Regions from separate parts of the Gossypium arboreum genome. Here region 2 is linked to region 1. The links are chromatin contacts, called in public Hi-C maps. All regions are on one chromosome and are shown on one strand. The core of a region is the stretch at or near the end of the contact, and the rest is flanking DNA. Distances in the headings are between cores, read along the strand shown. Region 1 holds the start of LOC108488709 (D-galacturonate reductase-like). Region 2 has its middle 20 kb from the start of LOC128290122.

Evidence for each region. A called contact is a pair of places that touch in the nucleus more often than the background predicts.
Region 2: a Hi-C map of leaf shows a contact between it and region 1, with 2.1 times the contacts expected there. The contact joins the enhancer-like site here to the promoter of LOC108488709 in region 1. A contact is called at or near these places in 2 of 5 Hi-C or Micro-C datasets (both in leaf).

The regions. Positions count from the first base shown.
Region 1 is chr3:36,681,770-36,684,879 of ASM2569848v2, reverse strand. It overlaps LOC108488709 (D-galacturonate reductase-like), which reads left to right and starts at 1,459. Exons shown (of 4, transcript XM_017792999.2): 1 at 1,459-1,868; 2 at 1,982-2,225; 3 at 2,320-2,499; 4 at 2,618-2,949. The coding sequence starts at 1,546. The coding sequence ends at 2,821.
Region 2 is chr3:36,918,641-36,921,758 of ASM2569848v2, reverse strand. No RefSeq gene overlaps it. Among protein-coding and RNA genes, the nearest start is that of LOC128290122, 20 kb to the left of the region's middle. Within about 2 kb of position 1,303, at least 2 of the 2 cell types and tissues checked have an H3K27ac peak or open chromatin away from gene starts, as enhancers often do. A contact at or near this core is called in leaf, where this site is marked.

The DNA.
Region 1 (3,110 bases), core at 210-2,709:
ATCCTAATCCTTCACAAGTAAAGCCACAATGTTAATATTTTAGAAATTATCAATAAATCTTGTAAAGAAAAGAAGATTTGTTATCAAAGTTAGGGAGACGCACTTAAAAGTGTTGAAATGTAAATTAAGTATCTTGTAAAAATTTTAGAGAGTGTGCGAGGAAAATAAAAGAAATTTGAGAGAAAAGTGATAAATGTTGAAAGAAAAATATTAGGAATTTCTGGATTTTAGTGAGTAAAAGGTAATTTATTTTCATATAAATTAATAAATTTATTTTTATAAAGTAAATTTTAAAAATATTTTGTGGGTGATCAATTTTATAAATTAAAAAAATATTTTTAAAGAAATTTTTAAGAAAAAAAGAAATTTATGCAGTCAATTGACACAATACATAAAAATTGAAGATCAAAATTATTATTGTGCAAATTTTAGAATTGGTATTTTCTCATCATAAAATTTGACCAAAAAATTTATGATTAGTTGGATACCCATTTATAATTATGTGATAGAAAAACTTAAAAGCATATAAATAGTTCAATTATTTTTATTTATTAAAATAAATATATTAGAAATTATGTTAAAGAGATGAAAATTAAACTTAAAACATTATTAAAAAATTTAAAATATCAAACACTTTCGGAAAAACCGAATAACTGGCGAAATATAAATCATTAGAAATTAGTTAATGGATTTAGCTTAATTATTAAAAAAAACTAAAGTGAAACTAAAATCGAACCGAAAAGACTTGAGACATAATCTTCTAACAAGTTCATTCATGTACCCCTAAAAAACAAGTTCATTCATGTAGCTTCTAGCCTTTTTCATTCATGTATTTTTTACCTTTGAAGTATTCTTTTGCATTTCTATTTTTTCTAAAAAAAAATTAATATTTTAATTAAAACGAAGTTACTCCAAACAAAAGTAACGGTGGAATTGAATAAAAGTAATAAAAATATATATAAAACATCAAAATAATTTTTTGAGGCTACTAATTCAGCGGAGAGAGTAATACAATCTAATTTTAAAACTAAAGGTTTATCAATCAAAGGAAGTTGGCGGGTGAATAATGGGTTGACTCGGTCCATAACCCCAGGTCAACAAGGATGGTTATAGTAGATATCGGTTTGATTGTACGTTTGTAGCTTAAATTTACTTAATTGTTTTGTCCACAAATAATCTCTAATTTACCTAATAACTTCAGAAGAAAAAACAGTGGCAGGCATGGCTGTATTTTCTTTGATGTGCATTTCCCCCATTGAGTAGAAGTAATAAAAGTTTGCTAGAAATGACACTTGTTTAATTCCAAAAGCAATGTTGAAATGGGAGACACCCAACCTAATTGTCCATCAAAGGTAATGCTCCGCGTAATGAACGAAACAGATGATGTTGGTTGCACCAGACAATTTGTTACACCAATACCTTAATTAAGCCAATAAATCAACGGTGTATACCGCAAATCCTGTAATTATGCTGTGTGATTAGGACACTATTTAGGCGATGATTTTCAATCATTAAGCTTTACAGTGTAATCATAAACTAAAAATTATGGAGAATAAAGTTCCAATCGTTTCAGTCGTCTCCTCCTTTAGCGGGCTAACCATGCCAGTGATAGGCATGGGGACAGCCTCGTATCCACCAGTTGATGCAGGGACCCTAAAATCAGCCATTGTTGAGGCAATCAGAGCCGGGTATCGCCACTTTGATACAGCTTTCATATATGGGTCTGAGCAGCCAATTGGAGCAGCAATCGCTGAGGCCTTGAACATTGGCCTCATCAAGTCCCGGAATGAACTCTTTATCACTTCCAAACTATGGTGCACTTATGCTGAGCCAGACTTGGTCATTCCCGCCATCAAAATGAGTCTCGAGTAGTAGTTTTACTTTTACCCTTGCACAACTCCATAAATTGAACCTTCAAATCACTTTATTTTTTTTTTCATATATATATATATATATATATCTAATTTTATGAGTGTTGCAGGAATCTTCAGCTAGAATATCTTGATCTTTATCTCATACATTGGCCACTAAAGTTTAGCAAAAAGGTGAGTCGTTTGCCGGTTCCCAAAGAAGAAGTATCTGTTATTGATATCAAAACAGTTTGGAGTGCCATGGAAGAGTGTCAACTTCTGGGTCTCACCAAAGTCATTGGTGTCTCTAACTTCTCTTCGAGAAAGCTTGAAGAAATCCTTTCCTTGGCCAAAATCCCTCCCGCCGTCAACCAGGTGAGCAATTGACTCTTCATTTTTCTTCAAATACCCAAGCGTGACACATGGATACCAGGATATGATATTATAAATTGTTTAATTTGTTTAAAAGGTGGAGATGAACCCTCTTTGGCAGCAAAAGGAGCTGAATGAGTACTGCAAGGCGAAGGGTATTCATGTTTCAGCTCATTCCCCTCTGGGCTCAAAGGGCACGTTGTGGGGAGATAACAGGATTTTCGACTGTCATGCTTTGAAAGAGATTGCTGAGGCCAAAGGGAAAACAATTGCCCAGGTGGACTTTTCCCTTTTCCTTGTATTTTTAGTGGCTGGAAATGATTTTTTTTTTTCAAGTACACAATATGAGTATGTATTAGATAAATAGTGTTGGTTGACATAAATAGAGATGGCAGATTTGTCTAAGATGGGTGTACGAGCAAGGGGCAAGTGTGATAGCAAAGAGCTTCAACAAGAAGAGAATGGAGGAGAACCTTGAAATATTTGATTGGTCATTGAGTGTAGAAGAATTGGAGAAGATCAGAGTTCTTCCCCAGTGCAAAATTAACTCCATCGGTACATTTATCGAGCCCAGCGCCGAGCTTGAGGCACAGCTATGATATCAAGAACGATGATCATTTATTTTCATGTTTACAATTAATATATGCTAAGCTTTACTTGATTTTGGAGGGTGTTTGACCCAAAACATGAAAGATTTCTTAGTTCCCAAGGTGTTTGATTCTCAAAATTTTAAGAATTTTAATTTTTATTACGCCCTCTCCCCACTGGAAGTTGACTGGGATGTCAACGACCCCAATTTGGGAAGAAGTCATTCAAAAGATGAAAAGAGGCACGTGGCAATAGCTTGGTAAGAATATTTGGTATTTGATCTGCAACATGGAGATGTTG
Region 2 (3,118 bases), core at 54-2,553, 240 kb before region 1:
CACACATTATAAAATTTAGATTCGTGTCTTACAATATATAACACACTTACGACAACTATTCTATCACTTGAGACAAAATTTTCACCCAACTCATTGAAAAACCTGTCGACATTTTAGAAATTTCGGTGAATGTTATTCTTTTTTCTATATATTTTACTGAGGTTGAAGGTAGATAAATAATAACTGACACGTTCCTTGCTGAATGCACGTTTTACTTGTTAGAAGTCCCATTCCCAAGGAAATATAAGCAGAATTAATTAATTTCATATTAAAGATTTTCTTGGGATTCAGAGTTGTACACCAACGACTGAATCTTTTTCACATTCAGTATTTTTGCAGAAGCGACTGGCGACGGTATAGGTAAAGTGAGTGGTGTGGTGAGCCCCCCTCAAAAGGCCTTATCACCATTAAATAAATTAACGAGGCATAGAATCTGTGGTGAAAGAAAGAACCGACTTTTGACAATGGCAGGGGGGGTTTGATTTCTCTTTTCTCAAATGGTCTTAATCACAGGACACAGTGATTTGGGAGCTGTTTATTATCATTCATCATTATGGCCGAACAATCCAAATGCAGGCAGACAATATAGTTTCTTGAAACAGTTTGAACTAACCCTATTCGAGTCTTATCCATATCATATCTATAACAAAATCATCTACTTAGTTGATAGAATCTATTATCTTGTTTGGAGGGATTTGAAAGGAGAAAAGATTTATGCAGTAAACTTGCTTAGCTGGTCCTCCATATTAGTTAATGTTCGTCAACGTTGAAGGATCTTCCATGGAAAGTAAAGAAGGGATTAAGGTAAGAAATATGAGTAGAGCATCCAATTCAAGTATTTCCTATGATGTGAAACTCTTTTCTCATGCTGAGCTGCTGGTGATGTCAGTGTGGGTTATGTACCCATTCAAGGAATTTAAACCATCTAACTTTTGCATTATGGAGTTATTCGTTTCTACGCATATGTATAGCTACCATCAATCAAATGAAAGGACTAACACATTTGACTTGTTGTCCTCAATTATTAGTTGGTAAAAGTCATTTTCGTTAATAATGCCTAGATCAGCAACACATAGACCTCTCATCATCACCATCACCATTTTTCTCAAAAGAAACCAGGCAGGCAGGCAGCAGCTTTGTGTGTATCTGGTTGCTATCCAGATTCCATTCCTGACACACAGACATTAATTGTTCAAAAGCAATTTGTAGAAACCAACAACTCATATTACAAAGCAAGGAGTGAATTTAATAAGTAAATAAAGCTCCACAAAGTGTCTGCATCTTCTTAAGGTCTTTCCAGGGCAATGCTGCAAAGCTTTCTGATATGGCTACCTTTCATACGACTGATGGATTCATAAAAATGAAGCGGAGTGGGGTCAACTCCATGGACTTTTTCGAGACATGAATTGACCTAACCACCACCATACTGCTCACCCTTCTTAAGATTTTGTCTTCGCTCTGTGTAAAACAGACAACTGCATAAGGACAAGGAAGCCAAATTTGGGAAATAAGTAGTAGTATATAAATACGGGTAGGTATAAATATAATAAATGAAACACACTCTGACTTTAATTTCATAAAAAAAGCTAATCTCATATTTGGATTTTTTGAGGGTATATTGTATTATTATTAAATGCCATTTAAGCATCACACACGTATATATATTCCTTAAGATGTCGGCCAATTAACAATTAACAAGCCCGAGAATGTCGGCCAAACTGTTTGGATTAGTATTTAACAGAACCTTTTGTGATTAGGTATGTTGTTATAGTCTGTTGTTTATGCTTCAATTTCTTTCCACTCTTCATATAAGGATACAGAAAAACACAGCACGAAAAACGATACATTTAATTTAAACATGTTTAATATATTTACAAGTAACTGGGTTGGTACTGGTACTGAATTGTTTGGGTTAAAACAGCAGTTATAAAACACTCTTCAGAGATCATCAGGTTAATTAGTATGATATGCAGAGAAATTACGCGATTAGGAAGAATGAAGTAAGGTCTCCTTTGGGGGAGGCAGTCAAGTTTGGTGCCGTATTGTGTGGAAACAATGCCATGGTGTGCGACGGAGGGATGTTTCTCTTTGTAACGTAAACCCATGGATATTTGCGTCCTACGGAGCTCTCTATTTTCTTTTTAAATTTTTAATTGCTCATTATATCCCCTGTGCAATATACAGGAAAATTTTCTTTATTTAAATATGTTTAAATATCAAAAATAATATTTTTATTAATTTATTTTTAAAATTATAAAATAATTAAATTAAAATATTCAAATCCCATTTCATAAAAAATTAAAAACAATTAATAAAATTTTATCATTTAACAAAATTGTAAAGTAAAATTTTAATCTCCTTTTATAATTTTTACTTTGGGGGTTTTTACATTAATAAAACAAAAAGAAAGAAAGGGTGTCAAACCAAGGGAGCCACTATAAATAAAAGATTATTTATGAGAATGAGTCAATTTTGAGCAATAAAATGATATCATCAATGTATCAAACGACGTTACTTATAAAATATAATATTTTAATAAAATAAATAAAATAATAAATAATAATATTTTAATTATAAAAGGGTGTCCAACCAAGGAGCCACACCCCTTTTCACCTACCTTTCACTTTTTTTAATTATTTTTGAAGACCAAAATAGGAACTTGTTAAATAATTTAAGTGATTATTTAAGTAATTTATTCTAATATTTTTACCTCAATTTTATCAAAAATTATTAATTTGGTCATTATTTCAAATATTTCAAATTTTATAATTATAAAAAAATAGAATTATGAAAATAAAACAACTTATCCATTTTATTAAATAAAATAAAATTATAAAAACTATAAAATATAAATATAAAACTAATAAAATATAAAAATTTGTTTTAAAAATATAAAATAAAATAAGTACAAGGCAGGTTAAAAGGGTCTGCCGCTACACAACCTTTATAAGTAAAGTATTATTTTTTATTGGCGGCGTCGTTTGATATATTATCAACACCCTTTTCATTATTCAAAATGATTCATTCTCATAAATAATGTACTTTCCATCTCATTTGTAATTTTTTTCGTATTATTAATTTTAAAACCCTTTAAATTTGTAATATAATACTTTGGTCG